2 separate regions of the Sus scrofa genome follow, and region 2 is linked to region 1. The links are chromatin contacts, called in public targeted proximity ligation maps. All regions are on one chromosome and are shown on one strand. The core of a region is the stretch at or near the end of the contact, and the rest is flanking DNA. Distances in the headings are between cores, read along the strand shown. Region 1 overlaps ETV6 (transcription factor ETV6). Region 2 overlaps ETV6 (transcription factor ETV6).

Region 1 (4,284 bases), core at 1,144-3,643:
CTTGATGGTTGCTTGGAATCTGGGGAGAATCGAGAGCATTTTACTTAAAAATGTCTGTGAACTGACCCTGAGCATGGATGGTGAACCCCAACCCCCTTTTCCCTGAGTCCTTCTGGATGGTGGTATTCCAGAGTGAGAATTCACAGAGGTTGAGAGGACCACAGTAGCACTACATGTCAAATAGAAAACCTTGAATGTATACTCATAAAAAAAACACTGCTTTACACCAGAAAGAGCATGGAAGACTAATAATCCAAATGCATTTTCGAAGACCTAGAAAGAGCTGGGTGCAAGTGTGGAGGGTGCATGTGTGAGCACCTATGTCTTTGTCGGTGGCTCTGCAGCTCAGAACCAAGCCTCTGTGTGCCATGATCCATGATTTCTTAAAAAATTTAAGTATGAATTAGTATAAGAAAAGCCACACTAAAACAGAAATACCTGTTGTGTCTTGAGGTTCTAGTTGGCAAGATCCAATCTAAAGCATGGATGTCTATAACCATTAGCTAGATCCACGTGTCATATTTTACTCTGTTCCTGAATAAGATTAATCTGGAAAGCTGGATTGAGTACATCGTTAATAATAATCCACACCTTCTGGAAGATTCAAAATTATTGCTTTTTTTTTTCCTGCTGCTTTTGGAACTTTAGAGTAGGATTCCTGGGCTTACATAGACATTGCAGGTCATCTGGTCTACCCCCTCCCAGTGTGGGTGTTCCACCTGTGGCTTTGCTGAGTGGTGACCATCCACCTTCTGCCTGGACACTTCTAAGGGTGAGACCTCAGTGTCTCACAGGCAGTCTTGCCATTTTGAAACAACACCAATCGTTAGAAAGTTCTTCGAACTCTTAGATGCATGACATTTATTAAAACAAAGCCTCATGCCACCACCATAGCAGTGATACAGCAAATAATTGGTCCTCTGTGTTTTTTTGTTCTCCAGCTCTTATCTCCCAGGTATTGTTTATAACAGGATCTCAACCTCAACTAGTCTTTCTGCTTTTACCTCATGCTCTTCTGGTATCTAGATTATGGGACTCATTTAGAATCTAACTAAAAATGAGAAATCCTCTGTTTCCATAAATATAGCCCTTGGCAGTCAATAGGAAAGGGAAAGACAATTTCGCAAAGCCTGGTAATCATTCCAAGAAGTAGTGTCTTTTGGAACATTTTCTGGTGACCCTGCCACTGGGGTCATCTGCTTTTCTGTCCATTTTTCACAGTTTCCAGAAAAGACTTTCTGCCTTTGGAAAACCTCTTGGTCCTTCCTTCAGTGCCTGGATTTCTACCCTTGAACATGGATTTTTGTTTTAAAAAGCCCAGAGACCAGGGAGATGGCTCATTAAGCTCTGGGTGGTCATTTCACTCGAACATTAATCATTTTTAGATCTCTTCCTGGAAGCGTATTTTAATGGATGGGGGGATGAGGGGTGAGAGGAAACAGGGATGTGTAGATCACGACACAAGTTTCGGGGAGAGGGAGAGAAGGGAAGAAAGAAGAAAAGAAAGGCAACTTTTCTGAGTCCTGCTGGGGACCCAGCACTTTCACACATGTAATTTTCACAGCAATCCGTGTGAGTTGAGATCCACTTTTTACAGATTAGGAAATGAAGACAGGAAATGAAGTGTCCTGCTGGGGTCATATGCTAGCTAGTCTGGGCCAGGGCTGGGACTTAAAACCAGAGCTGCCTGACCCAAAGCCTGCACTGCTTCTCATTCCACCATATCCTGTCATTGAAGGGAAAAGGGCAAAGAACTGGGGAGCCAAGGTGGAATTTGCCTGCTTCAGAATTGTGCATAAGGCTCCCCCTGTCTGAAAGCATCCCTTTGAAATCAGATGCACGCACGTGGCAGTAGCAGTGTCCTAATGCTGACGAATTCTAAGCCTTGGCTTTACCGAAAGTTTATGTAACACTCTAAAATGTTTTATGTGGAATGAGGTATTTGTTCATCAGGAACCTTTCTCTGCTTGCTCAGAATACTTTTTATCCTTCCCTTATCCATTTTTATTAGCCATTTCCCCCTTTTGGGAAATGTCTTCACACTCCTCATGGGAATCTTGCCTTCTTACCAGAAGGCTGGGGAGCATAAGCTCTCAGGTCCCTTCCACCACTAGTCCTTGCAATATTTGGGCTGGGTGCTGTTAGGCTAAATCACAGGAAGCAGACTGCCTTTTTTGTGCACAGGCCCCTTGAGGGAGGTTACATTCTCGGGTACCCCCCCCCCCCGCATTAGTCACTGCCAGCGGTATGGCAGACCTCCTTAGAGCCACTCCTCTCACCAACACACCTTCCCTCAAATGCATTTAAGGCTTGTTTGGGATTATTTCCTGCCTCTCAGTCCAGCACTTTGGGGAGAGGACTGGGGGTGCACTGTCCCTGGTGGCTTTCCTCATGGCCCCAGCATGGGCCACCGTCAGCCAGTGGGAGGGTTTCTTGTGAGAGGCAGGTCTGTCCTACCCACCTTGGTATTCTTTCAGAGCAGCCACAAAACCACGCTTTCTCTATTAAGTACACATTCCTGAGACTGTAACAAAAGGCTGAGAGCAGCAGGGGAGCGTACTGCTCCAAGGGCTGAAGATTTAAAGGGTTTCATTTCTTCCTTGCTGGAGACTGTATTGTTTGAATGCAGTTTGGAAGCCGCTTCTCCACCACAAGGGGAAATAGAAACCTGCCCTAAAGCTGCACAGGGACCCCGACTGGTCTTTATCCTCATAGCTTAGTGATTTCCTGCTACATGATTGAGCGGCAGGGCGCCCTGACATCCATGAGGCCCCAGGAAGCCCTGTATGAATGTCCTCCCTTTGCTGAGTGGCTGCTCAGCCAGGCCAGTTCCCTTCAGCCAGAGCCCTGAGCCACAGCTAAGCTGCCCTCCCAGGATGGGGGTGGGAGAGCCTCATTGTTTTAGAAGAGATACAGGAAATCAGAGATTTCCATCCTCCCCAGTTGGGGAGAATTGAATTCTACAGAGAAAGTAGCCAGCTTTGAACAGAAAGCCCCCTCCCCTCACCCTTCCCCTCCGCAGCCCATCCCCCAGGGCACCCCATCTTACTGAACTGCACTTGGGGGAAACCTGCTTGCCTGCGTGATGGGATGGGCACCGTGACCGTGGGCTTGGCTGTGCTGCCAAGCTCTTGCTTTTTCAGTAGCAGAGTTAATGTGGCCATGACTCAGAATGATGGGACCCCAGATGCTAAGGAAGTGAACTAACTCCTTTTCAGCTCACAGTGGACTCATAGTCGACAGAATAGGTTTCATGTTCTAATGAAACCGCGCAGAAACTCTGTCCTTGGTGGCCGAGTAGCATGTGGGGTGACTCTCCCTCCCTCCCTCTCTCCTGCACTGCCTCCTCTCTTTTTCTTCAAGCCAGAGCCGAGAACTCTTTTCCAGCCCAAATTCCTTTAAGCAAAGGGTCCTTCCACACGTGACCTTGAATAGATTTCTTCTCGTGATATGCCTATCCTGAGCTGCATTCTGTTCCTTGGATCTAGGAAAGGCTGGAGAAATCTTCCACTCCATTTAAGGAGAGCCTGTATGGGTAGTGGATAGGACCTCAGGCACAGAATAAAGAACAGCTTACAATTATATAGCACTTTTCCTTCCAGGGAGTACCAAGCACTTCCTTGTAAATCCTGCCCTATTCTCGCAGAGCATGAGTTACTTCCTAGAAATGATTTAGGCTCTTTTGGAAAATGCATTGATTCTTTTAACCATCATGAACCCTGTTACAGTAAAACCTCTATTATCTGATCTTCTGTGAATTTGTAAAGCTATTATTAACTGGCACATTGCATATTTCACCAGTGCAATGACAGCTGATGTTTATGATAGTGACCCTGAACTTAAGATCTGAATTTTACCCACTCAGGAATCAAAGGAAGATTAAATTGTATTCAGGAGAGTTTGTCGTGTCTATTTTATTGTATTCAAATCTTTCTGAAGGGAGTCCAAGTGTATGTCCACTGTAACTTCCCCGAGTGGTGCCTATTTAAAATACTTTCTCTTTTCCAGGCATTGTAAACCAAACTCTGTTTTTGTTTTTTTTGTTTCTTTTTTTTTTTTTTAAGGATTCTAATATTTTGGGTCCAAACTACAGATGATTACATCTCAAATCCGACCGGGAAACAAAATTTCTTCTTCGGGCAGGTATGAAATACCATAACTGTGCTCACCCCAGGTGGACACATCACCCAAGATACTCCCCACCGTTACTCTTTGAAATCTTAGCCCTGCTCTCCTAGGTGTTCTGAGTCTGCCAGGGTTTGACACTGTCCTTCAGAGACTGAC
Region 2 (4,284 bases), core at 1,227-3,726, 130 kb before region 1:
TTAGCCATGGTGTATCTACCACTAGATTGTATTACTTTCTAATTTATATATAGGTTCAGAATACTCAGAATAGAAAGAGGCAAGCGAGCAGGAACTTTCATTTCAGACTTCTTTTTAAGTCTGGCTATTACTTTCCGTAACGCTCATGTCTCAAAGAACCGAGGGCAAACCGTGAGCCTGAGTGTAAAGTTTGTCTTCCTAGAAATGTCATCAGAATGTAAACTCAGAAACAGACTGCCCAGAGGAAAATTCCCTCAAGAATTGTTACTTTTTTTTTTTTTCTTGAGGTTACTGGTTTTCTTGTGGGATTCTATATCACAGAATGTACTTCGCAAAGCTGCCTCCCAAACGTCTGTGCTTCGTTCCTCTTTTGGAAGAGGCATTTCATTAATTGCTGTGCAAACATGTGCCTAAAGAAAGCCTGACCTTCCTAAACACTGTGTTGCCAAATTAATTGATAATTAATTCCACGGATGCATATTGCCACATGCACAGAGGATAAGGATGCTCATTTGTCACAGACATTGACAGCTGAGTCAGAGTGCTTCAAGGGAGTTGCCCCTATGTTTTAGGACTAGCCTGACCAATTCATTTTATTTATTTTCTTTTTCATATTTGCCCAAGATGAATGTAACCATCATGTATATATCTAAAGTTCTTCCAGTAAGTACAAAATAATTGTAAATGATAAAATTTGTTTTTCTTTAGTGGTAGATAAATCAGTGCGTCATAAGTGGTTTCATGCTTTGACTCATTGCTAATTTGATAAACTAAATGAGCATCTAATTTTATTTGGCTTCAAAAAATTCTTTGTGGTTTTTTTTTTTCCCCCTTTGTTATTTTACTCAGGCTTTCTCCACCCCAAGGTCAAATGAGTATTCGGTTAAATATAGGGAAGACTACCTGTTTCATTTTTCCATTTAAGATTTTTATTAGAGAAATTGTCACACATATTCTGAAGTATAAAGGACAGTATAATGAGTTTTTTTTGTTTTGTTTTGTTTTGTTTTTTTTTTTCTTTTTTAGGGCTGTATCCATGGCATATGGAGATTGCCAGGCTAGAGGTCAAATCAGAGCTATAGCTACCGGCCTACACCACAGCCACAGCAACACGGGAGCCAAGCCACATGTGCGACCTACACCACAGCTCACAGCAACGCAGGATCCTTAACCCACTGAGTGAGGCCAGGGATCGAACCCGCAACCTTATGGTTCCTAGTCAGGTTTGTTTCCGCTGAGCCACAACAGGAACTCCAGTATAATGAATTATATCTGCGCATCACCAGGTTTCAGCACTGATCAATACATGACTAATCTCGTCAACTTATCTCCTACCAGACTCTTCTCACCTCTTTCCCTCCCTATTATTTTGAAGTACAAATTCTCCCATACTGCCATCTGTAAATACCGAAGTATGTATCTTTAAGTGACTTAAAAAAATGTCATTATCACACCTGCCAAAGCTAACGGCAATTCTTTCATGTTATCTAATTGATAGCTAGAGTTCAAATATGATACCCAGTATTTTAGACAGTGAGGATACAGCCTAGAAAAATAAGGCCTGGAAGTTGCCGTTGTAGCTCAGCCAGTTACTATCCATGAGAATGTGGGTTCGATCCCTGGCCTCGCTCAGTGGGTTAAGGATCTGGCATTATGTTGAGCTGTGGTGTAGGTCATAGACGTGGCTCAGATCTGACGTTGCTGTGGCTGGGGCGTAGGCCGGCAGCTGCAGCTCCAATTCAACCCCTAGCCTGGGGACTTTCATATGCTGGGGATGAAGCCCTAAAAAGAAAAAAAAGGAAAAAAGAAAAAGGGCCTAGAAGGTTTGAATACCTGGGAGTCAAGATTCTAGTGTGAGAAGATGGACATGAAATGGGTAAAATGAAAACAAGATATTTCTGCAAGTGCTGGGTGGGGGATGGGACAGAGAGTGGCTCAGGCGGAAGGGGGACTGCTCCAGGTGGGTGGTGGTGGCAATTGCGGGGTTCAGGGGGAGTGGGGTGGAGGCGTCCTGGGAACTGAGACCTATGGGGAACAGAAGCTAGGAACAGCTTTCAGGCAGAGGGTTTGCCAGTCAGTGCACTAGGAGTCTGTTGGGCCTGTGGCCTGTCATTCAACCACGTGGACTTTTTCACCATGAATGCTGGCTTTAGTCACTATCTTCTGTAATGTGTAACTTTTCAGTGCCTCACTTCCCGGCAAGGCAAATAGAAAGAACCATCCAGGCTACACTGGTAATGAACTTTGTGATAATTTTTGGCTGGTTTGTCAGTTATGCTTAATTGCCTCTGGACATTCTAAGAAAAAAAAGGAAACTGAAAATTCAGGCTACTGAAAGACCCTTTGAAAGATAGAAGCTCCTAAGGACATGGATCCTTATCTCTAATAATAGAGCTCTAATTTCTGCAGGGCAGGTTCCCTCTTGAGATTTTGGGCACTTCCTGATTCTGGGTAAAATAAAAGTGACAACTTTTTTTTTTTCTTGTGACTTTTTAATACTTCTCCTTCTTCTTTGGGTAAAAACCAGGAAGTGGGAAATGCATGTATAGAAACCGACAATACACACACACACACACACACACACACACACACACACACACACACACACACACACACACACACACACACACACACGTATTTTCATGTGCATGGGAATATATATGTAGTTACCAGGAGGGAAGGAATGCATAGAGAAATGGTTTTTGTCGAATTTGATTTAAATGTCATAGCAAGTTAGAGTACATTCTTGTCTTAATCGTTTCTGTAATAAAGATACAATGGGGTATTATGTTTATATGATTGAACAAAAGAGGATGATTCTAGCGTTTTTCTTCTCGGCTATTAAAAGAAGAGTTTGAAAGAAGCATTCTTTACATATACATACAAAGAGTTTGCCAGCCTTTCTTCAAACACAGCCAACCACAGTCAGACTAAACATTGGTAGACATTTCATTTAGTCCACAGAGGAGACATTTGTTGATTCACATAGTTTCTTTGCACAAGGAAAGCTTCAAGGTTAGTACTCATCACTGAATTTAACCCAAAGTAAAATTCCATTGTGTGGTAAAATAGCGTAAAATGTTACCTTCGATTGAACCTAGAAAATTCTATCACCTTCACTCCTGAGAAAGGTTCTGGTATTTTCGGTTTAACCGTCAGCTACATTAAAGTCTGGGGCTAGTTTTGCAGTGTATGGAATTATTACTCCTCCTCATGTATCTTCTTCATCTCCCAGACACCAGTTGGCCTTATGTTCCCCGGGGATGGTTCCATGTTCCTTTCCAGGAGGTAGGGTACAGGAGGTGGGTTAGAGAGTTTATGGTAGATTCCGTTTGTCTTTATTTACTCAGCCACTCTTCCAGGGCCTGGAGCTGTTACAGCAAAGCAGGAAATTATTGTTTACCTCTGTCAAGAATTCACCATTCTCTCTTCTGTGAACTCACATGCCCTTCGGAGACCGTTCTGCACACCTTGATTGTCCGGAGGGGCCTGGGTTCTCTTTGGAGTGGTACGGAGGTTGCATGACAACAGCTTAGCCTGCTGTGACTCTTGGTGCTCTGCAGTATCTGTTTTCTTAAAATTTAAGTTTGCTTGGCAATTTTTTTCTTCTACATAAGAAACTGGGTAGACACATCCCTGGGAGTTCGACATTCATTTAGTCAAGTTCACGGAGTACGAGAAATCAACAGATTAAGTGAGCTAATGCATGTGAAGGACTTGGCACAGTTACAGTCAAAGTAGGGCTTCGTGAGCATTGGTGTGTTATTGTTAAATAGCCATCATTTATTAGGTTCCTGCCTTTAAGACACGTTTGGAGTTCTCTTCTGGTACAGTTGGTTAAGGATCTGGTGTTGTCTGAGTTCCCATCGTGGCTCAGTGATGAACGAATCTGACTAGGAACCATGAGGTTGCGGGTTCAATCCCTGCCCTTGCTCAGTGGGTTAAGGATCCGGCGTTGCCCTGAGCTGTGGTGTAGGTTGCAGATGTGGCTCGGATCTGGCGTGGCTGTGGCTGTGGCTGTGGTGTAGGCCGGCGGCTATGGCTCTGATTAGACCCCCAGCATGGGAACCTCCATATGCCGCAGGTGCGGCCTCAGGAAAGGCAAAAAGACAAAAAAAAAAAAAAAAAAAAAAAAAGGATCTGGTGTTGTCACTACAGTGGCTTGGGCTGTTGCTGTGGCGTGGGTTTGATCTCTGGCCCAGGAACTTTTGCATGCCGTGGGCGTGGCCAAAAAAAAGACACTTTCAAGCCTTGTAGGTAAAGGAAAGCACATGAGGGAGTTCC

What was found.
Region 2: a targeted proximity ligation map of alveolar macrophages shows a contact between it and region 1. A contact is called at or near these places in 2 of 47 Hi-C or Micro-C datasets (epiblast stem cells and fetal skeletal muscle) and 1 of 2 datasets of targeted methods (alveolar macrophages).

What each region holds. Positions count from the first base shown.
Region 1 is chr5:60,602,735-60,607,018 of Sscrofa11.1, reverse strand. The region is part of intron 2 of ETV6 (transcription factor ETV6); the gene reads left to right. Among named protein-coding and RNA genes, the nearest start is that of ETV6, 170 kb to the left of the region's middle.
Region 2 is chr5:60,737,238-60,741,521 of Sscrofa11.1, reverse strand. All of the region lies in intron 1 of ETV6 (transcription factor ETV6), which reads left to right. Among named protein-coding and RNA genes, the nearest start is that of ETV6, 37 kb to the left of the region's middle.